Linked DNA regions of Mus musculus: region 1 is linked to region 2. A link is a contact called in public HiChIP or PLAC-seq data. All regions are on one chromosome and are shown on one strand. The core of a region is the stretch at or near the end of the contact, and the rest is flanking DNA. Distances in the headings are between cores, read along the strand shown.

Evidence for each region. HiChIP or PLAC-seq counts read pairs in DNA pulled down with a chosen protein or histone mark.
Region 1: a FOXA1 HiChIP or PLAC-seq map of pancreatic cancer cells shows a contact between it and region 2. The contact joins two enhancer-like sites. A contact is called at or near these places in 1 of 39 promoter capture datasets (the C10 cell line), 1 of 15 datasets of contacts at CTCF or cohesin (the NIH/3T3 cell line), 23 of 484 Hi-C or Micro-C datasets (3T3-L1-derived adipocytes, the AML12 cell line, the G1E-ER4 cell line and 11 more), 6 of 115 datasets of contacts at active chromatin or transcription factors (the NIH/3T3 cell line, cardiomyocytes, embryonic stem cells and 2 more) and 1 of 9 other capture datasets (embryonic stem cells).

The regions. Positions count from the first base shown.
Region 1 is chr5:64,565,835-64,569,654 of GRCm38.p6, forward strand. No RefSeq gene overlaps it. Among named protein-coding and RNA genes, the nearest start is that of Gm31423, 36 kb to the left of the region's middle. Within about 2 kb of position 2,212, at least 21 of the 459 cell types and tissues checked have an H3K27ac peak or open chromatin away from gene starts, as enhancers often do. A contact at or near this core is called in pancreatic cancer cells and proximal limb bud, where this site is marked.
Region 2 is chr5:64,388,610-64,392,378 of GRCm38.p6, forward strand. Gm43837 (a long non-coding RNA gene) reads left to right here. Exons shown (of 3, transcript XR_003955925.1): 3 at 1,120-1,266. Among named protein-coding and RNA genes, the nearest start is that of Gm43837, 13 kb to the left of the region's middle. Within about 2 kb of position 1,357, at least 114 of the 459 cell types and tissues checked have an H3K27ac peak or open chromatin away from gene starts, as enhancers often do. A contact at or near this core is called in pancreatic cancer cells and proximal limb bud, where this site is marked.

The DNA.
Region 1 (3,820 bases), core at 962-3,461, 180 kb after region 2:
TACCAGCCCGATGATATTTTTGGAGACCAAGTGTCGTGTGTCCCAGGCTGGTTTAGAACTTGCTGGGTAACTAAGGAGGATGGCTTTGAAGCCCTGATCCTGCTGTCTCCACCTCTAGTGCCTGGGCTTCCATGTGTATACACAGCACTGGTTTTTATGCAGTACTTATGAGGGAACCCAGGGCTTCGTGTACACTAGGCAAACAGTTTACACACTGAGCCACATCTGTCAATTCCATTCATATCATTTTAAAGAACAGTTCTGACTGCCCGCTGCCACTTGCATGTTTTAAAATTTTTAAGGAGCTGTGGCGACTCAAGGGTTGGTCTTGGGGAGACATAGTAATTAAAGCATAAGAATAGTTCACAGAATTTCACATGGAAAAATGTCTCCGATGTGGTCATTATGACATGGGTTTGGATATGCCACCTCATTCCATGAGACAGAGTTGGGAGGAAATGACTTAGTCATTGGGGAGGCAGAACCGAATTCCAAGAAAACATAAAACACATGTTTAGGGGAACACCTTTGAAGAAGCCACATTTACCTCGGGCCAAACATCGTGTCCACAATGGGGGGTTATTCACTTCCACTTGAGAGGAGACAGGCAAAATGACTACTTTCAGTCAATGAGGTTCAGATTTTTACATTTTCCTAAGCTTTTGGCTTTCCTGACTATCCTGGCCAAAACAAAACAAACACTTTAAGGAGAGAGGCTTCTGATTGTTTATTATGACGAACCAGACATTAAGGTGCCTCTATGATCCTTGTCCCCTGGAATGCACGCTGCTGCAAAGTCCCCTCCCCTTGCGTGTAGTGAGGCCCTGTGAGTTGCTTTAGAACATGGGAAACATCTGGAATTTCACTCCGTTATGATTCCATGACGTTATGCAAGACGCAGTCTAGAGTCTCTGTCTCTCTAATCACTCTGAGAACTCAGACTTCTACCAGACCTACGTTGAAATGAGACAGAAAACGACAATGTACTGGGTGTTGTCACCGAGTGCCAGATGAGACTCAGCCATGGGTGATAACTTCTTTGCAGCCTCAGAGGACCTGGCTGCAAACAGCACTGAACACTACATACACTCCCCTCAGCCAACCTGTTGTTTTGACCCTGTATTCTTACACTGGGTTCATCTCTCTCTGAAAGTCTGAGAACTATTGGTCTTGGTTGTTTTCACCATCCTTGTGTATCATGGCACAAACTCAAGGACACTCTTGCCAGGCCACACCATCAGAGAAAAGCCACACATGGCCAACAGTGGTTTCTCCTTCACCACAAATGGAGACAGCCTAAGACACTCAGCGGGAGATGATTGTCAAACCCTTCCTCAGAATGCAACGCTTGGCTCAAAACATCTATCTGATTGCTGATGGTCCTGTATATGGAGGCCTTGGGGGGTGTGGGGCGAGGGGGTGAGCATGGTTATAATAGGATGTAAGCTCTAAATACATGCATACTATTTGACCTAAAATTCCTTTTCTAGAGGCTTATTCAAGAATATAGCTAGATAAGTGTCCCAAAATGGAGCCCGGGTTTGTGTTCCAGCAACGTTCCTGAGAACAAGAAAGCAGAAACCAGGTTGACTAGATCAGAATTACCAGAGGTTAAATAATGTGGAACCCTCCTAAACAGTCTGTGGATTTATAGTTTTTGGTCACAGAATAGTGTGTGCAAAAGTAAAAAGCTAGCATACAAGAAAATATGTAAGGTCTTCATATCCAATGTATGTGTGTTTGCTTACATGTGTGTCTAAAATGTAAGTACACAGTCTTTTAAATGTGAATAAAACTGGATGTGCAACTGTTAGTATCTGAGTCACTGTCTCATGTCTTACATGTGGTGTGTTTATTTTCTAGCTATAGCTTCTATACTTCTAGAACATTCGCATGTAAATTTTGAAGTTTTGTCCGTTTATGTCGTTGTTATTTCTAAGTGGCAGTGCCCATCTCTAACTTCTGACCTCCAGGTAGGCTGGGTGTTCTGAATGGACCAGGGAGACCTGTGTTTGTTCCTGGCTGGTGCTGAGAACACCATCCTGGCAAAGAAACTCTACCTCCTCCCACTTCTGTCCCTCAGAGAGTTGGCCACACGACTGGGGCACCAGCTGCCACTCTTTTTCTGCCCATGCTCACACCACTGACTCATACCTCAGCAACCACGCTAGTTTCAAAAGATAAGTTTTTACCACAGCGGTGTGTTCATATCAGTCACCAAATGCTATACAGACGGTTCAACCTGCGTCACCCAACCATAGCTCTGTGCTGGATGCTAATGGCACAGATAACTTTGTATGTTTAGGCAGCCAAAGAGTAGAAGGCAAGAAAAATACAAACAGAGATCATGACTATAGCCTATTTAAAAAAAAAAGTCAATATAGCATTTGTTGTGGGTTTTAAGTATCCATTTAGGAAATAAAATTGGGCTGTTTCATTTGCCTTTTTCCTTCTTCCTTTAGAGTTTTCCTAGAAGCCCTTTAAGAGGAAAGATGTAGATGGTTTGGGAGAGAAGGGTTGGTGTCCACCCTTCAACACTTGTTTCCAAGTTTTCAATGCTTGTTCTCCAGCTGGTGGCACTATCTGGGGAATCTGGGGCAACTTGGGAAGTTGTCAGTGGCTGGTGGAAGCAGCAGAGGTGGACTTTTGAAGATTGTGGTTGGCCCTTGGTTCTAGTCACTCTCTGCTCCCTGTCTACCACGATGTGAACAGCAGCCACATCTGCCACCGCCCCAACGGAGATGTTCTGGAATCATGAGCCAAAGTAAATCATTTCTTCCTTTGGTGCTTTCTTTCTTTCTTTCTTTCTTTCTTTCTTTCTTTCTTTCTTTCTTTCTTTCTTTCTTTCTTTCTTTCTTATTTCTTCCTTCCTCCCTCCCTCCCTCCCTTCCTTCCTTTCTTTCTTTTTTTAATTTATTTACATTTCAAGTGTTATCTCCTTACCCAGTCCCCCACCCCATCCCCAGAAACCTCCTATCCAACCCCCCTTCCCCCTGCTTCTATGAGAGTGTTCCTCCACCCACCCACCCACTCCCACCTCCCTGCCATTGATTCCCCTACACTGGGACATCTATCGAGCCCTTACAGGACCAAGGCCCTCTCTTCCCACCGATGCCTGAGAAAGCCATCCTCTGCTACATATGCAGCTGGAGCCATGTGTACTTCTTGGTTGGTGGCTTAGTCTCTGAGAGCTCTGCATGTCTGGTTGGTTGGTATTATTGTTCTTCATATGGAGTTGCAAACCCTTTCAGCTCCTTTCAGTCCTTTTTCTAACTCCTCCATTAGGGATCCCGAGCTCAGTGCAATGGTTGACTGCAAGCATACAGCTCTGTATTTGTAAGGCTCTGGCAGGGCCTCTCAGGAGACAGCTATATTGGGCTCCTTTCAGCAAGCATTTCTTAACATCCACAATAGTGTCTGTGTTTGGTGACTGTATCTGGGATGAATCCCCAGGTGGGACAGTCTCTGGATGGCCTTTCCTTCAGTCTCTGCTCTGCACTCCTTTGGTGGTTTCTGTCTGGGGTTCTGTCATGGTGATGCAGACATAACTAATACAGTTAGGATGAAAAATAGTTGCTCAGCAGAAAGCTGAGAATTTTCACAGATGGAAGGCATCCTACCAGCCAGCTTCTCATCCATGTGGTGGGAATGCAGGACAAGAGAGGATTTCTTCCCCTAAATAACAGGAGGCAGTTTACCCCAGCTGAGGCTACTCTACTTGGGAGCCATGGTTTGATGAACAAGATAGATGATGTAAGACTCCTGGGTCAGAGATTCAAGACAGTTGGTTCCTTACAGCAACAGCAGTGGCCATCTCAGT
Region 2 (3,769 bases), core at 107-2,606:
GGCAGTGCTAAGCCTTTGCCTGCTACCCCAGGCCCAATAGGGAAGTGGGCAGTGGCCACTTACCAGAATTCTTACACTGCTCAGAGGCTCTCTCTGCCACAGCTCTAAATCTGAGCCATCTCTCAACTCATCTCAAGCCATCTCAGGCAATCCTCTGTCTCCACTTCTCTATCCCAAGCCCTCGCAAATCTAAGTGTCCCGGTCCATCTCCTTTTGCCCAACCATTGACTGCTAGCATCTTTATTGATCAATCAAAAACCAATTGGGGACAAGGTCCTTCAGCATTTGGACACACAGATTCCTGATTAAATCAAAGCATTAGAACCAATCCTCAATACATCAGTCCAGACACAGGTTCAGAGACCCTGTCTAGGAGGAATAAAAAGGAGAGTAATGGGACAAGATCCCAGGTGTCCTTATCTGACTTCTGCCTACATGCATAGATAGACATGTACACATGAACATACATGTGCACATACACGACACACAGATACAAAAGCCATGTTTTTCTTTAGTCTCAAAAAACCCTGAAAAATCCCAGAGGCTGCAAGTTGCTCCTGCTTGAAATCCATGGAGATCACTAAGGCTTCTCTGAGTCAGCTAGGAGTCTGAATGAGCTCAGAAAACCAGGAGCTAACTGTGAGGAGGTGGTAGGGAGGGGGTGTCAGGGTGGGAGGGTTGCCACTAGCTTCTGCAGGGGATGGGGAAGAGGAGAGAGTGGGGAGAATGGAAGGAGGGGACCATCCAGCAGCTGGCCCAGCTGTGTGGCCTGTGCTGTCCTCCCTTTCTGGCCCTCAATTGCTCTTTGAACAGCTCTGCATTTATGGCCACTTGGACAAGCCCCGGCATTGTTTGCCTCTAGTATCTAAGGTCAGAGGCCTTAGAGGAATGGCATGGTTCTATTTCCTTAAATAGTGACTTGGGAATGAAATGAGTAAGCGTGTCTTTAATTAGCCATACCCCAGAGGCCTGCGGGGGTGGGGGGGTCTGGTAGATGGTGGGCCCCCTGCCAAGATCAGCATTGTGAGGCTGGTATTTGGTCCAGGGTGTGGGGGGGGGGGGAGGGTTCAGTGCTATGCATTATTTACCCTCCCTCCTCATCTCCTATTGTCCTATCAGCCTCAACTCCAATTCTGTCCCCATGTCAACATGAAGGATGCCCCGGAGCTGGAGAGAGGAAAGAAGGGAGCCCTTTCTGAGCAACTACCACAGCCTAGGCACTGTGCCAGACACTGGAAAGGGCAAGGTCAAAGATGGAAGGATCGTGCGGAGGTGAGCCAATGAAGGCTGAGCCCAGGCCACCTAGTCCCACAGTGGTGATGCAGTTAAAGCATAAGGGTCCCTGGCACCAGGGGAGGTTTCAGAATTGCTGTATCCCCTTTACTGCATTTTTCACACTCTGTAACCACACCACAGAGCCACCCCTGCTACAATCTCCACCCTGTTTCTTTCTGTTGCTTCCAGAACCTGCCTGGGTTCTCTTTCCTCAAAACCTCCAGGGGGCTGCTAGGCATCTCTACACTCTTTCTTTCTTCTCTCTCTGAGAGAAAATCCCTTTCCAGCCTCCCTCTGCTTACAGCTACCTTTCCTTCTGTTTCTTCAGTTCTTGTTGTCGATGTCACAGAAAAGAAAATGATCATTCAGAAAGAACAAAGGGAGGAGGCAAAGGAGCCTGCAAAGGAGATGCTGATTGGCTGAAGGTTTAAGGATGCTGCAAGTGTGGAAGCCAAAGAGGGAGAAGTGCCTGAGACCACCGCCCAGACAGGAGCCATAGCTGACTGTGGAAGGGAGACTAGGAATAGCCACAAGAAAGAAATTTCCATTCAGAAGGAATGGAACGGGCAAAAGAATTTGGGAAGAAGTTGAGTGGTTAATCTACTCAGGTTTTACCTTCTGATGTTGATGTTTCTAAGAAATTGTGATTGCAGAAAGGGTCAGAACATTTTCTGTCTTCTCAGCTACTCAGATTGGAATTTCAGAGTCCACTTGGGCTGGCAGGCTGAGACAGACAGTATCCCCAGACCATGTCCCCCATACCCCTTCCCACAACTCCCCCCCGCCCCCCCGCCCGTACCATCTTCACCTCCAAGGAATGAGGGAACACCTTGGGCAGGTCTGGGCAGGGCAGGCCTGTTTTGCCCAGGTCAGCTGTGGTCGCCTCAGGAATGAGAAAGAAAGCCTGACTATAAACAAGACTTTTTCCACGATCCCTTGATGTGCGCTCCTTATGGGAGGCACAGGACGTCCAGAGCTCTCTTCTCAGTGTTTGGCTAGGGCTTACCTGGCTTCACGCTCTTCACTCTCCTCTACCTCTTGACCTCACATGCTGATTTGTGCTTCTGGGGTCTTACATAATATGTTATCCTGGAATCATGTTTTAAATGGTGCTTTGTGAAAATGGCATTGCTGGGGCTAATGCTGCACCACAAAGTAATCCCTGGAGATGCGGAGTGTGGTCCAGGGCCAGCAGCATCAACATCTCTTGGGAACTTGTTAGAGATACAGGCCCCAGGGTCCTACCTGTGGGTGGAGTACTGCCATCAGAATTTTAACAAGCCCTATGGTGGGTCTGACTTTTGAGCATGCTCCAATTAGGAAGGAAGCTATTTAATGCCAGGAGATGGAACCCTGGGTTTGTAGACTTACCAAGGAACCAAAAATACCATTTGTCTGCTGCAAGACCCTAGGCTTGTTGCACCAGAGGCAGAGATGTGATTTCTTAGCAAGCTAATGAACCTTTGCTCTCCAAGATGGAGGGGGTGTGGGGGGGGGAGGAGCTTTTGACAAGGATGCAGGGGGTGGGGGACTTCCTGATGGGGGCAGGTGACCTTCACAGGAAGGGTTTTGGTTCCAGCACAACTACTGTGAAGGAATGCTCCCATTCAGAGCTGTAGGATGTCCTGAGGGGGGTGGGGGTGGGGGTGGGTACCTCCCTCCCTTCTTGGAAGTTGCCACACCTAATTCTCTAGCATGCCGGCCGGCTGGGAAGAGGAAATGGACTGTGACTGAAGTGAGAGAAGCTCAAATGCTCGGTGAGGGACTTTTCTGAGGGCAGTGCCTGGAACCAACTTTCAGTGTGGGTTGTGCAATCTCCTTTGGACATCTCTTCTTGGGGCAGGAGAATGGAACCGCTAAGTGTCCTGAAGGGACTTTGGTCCTGGCTTTTCATGATGTAGCTCTGTACTCCTGGGGAGATCCCTCAATCTTTCAGGGCCACTAAAGCCTTGCTCATACACCGGAAATGATGATAGCAAGACGGACAGAAGTTTGGCAGGTTTTGGGTACCATCCCAGGTAAGCACCAGTCAGTGCTGGGTCTAGAACAGTGCACTAAGCTTGAGTGGTGCAGACACTGTATCCCCCACACGCTCACTGAAAGGACAAGGGATTCATAGTCTCCCACTGAAGTAGCTGGAAGGCCACCACTCTGCAGCTATTTCAGACCTTTATGCTCAGCACAATATTACCATGATCCTGTTCCCAGAGCTTAATGGAACTCTAGAGAGGTGTTCTTCATGGTGTTTCCTATTGCTGGGATATCTCCTCTTCTGGTCACTTGTCTTTCAGGAGAGTGGTTGTAAGAAAGCCGTGAGGGCTTACATCTCTTCCCAGGCCTGAGGGAGGAAACAGGTAAAAAGAAGAGAAAAATGAAGTCTCTAGGGTAGAACGACAAGGTGTACAGGAGGTAGCAGCTCCCAGCGGGGCTCAGCTGGAGATGGTTGGAAGAGTGACTGTGTCTCCTTCCATCCGCGAACAGTGCAAGCTTCTGC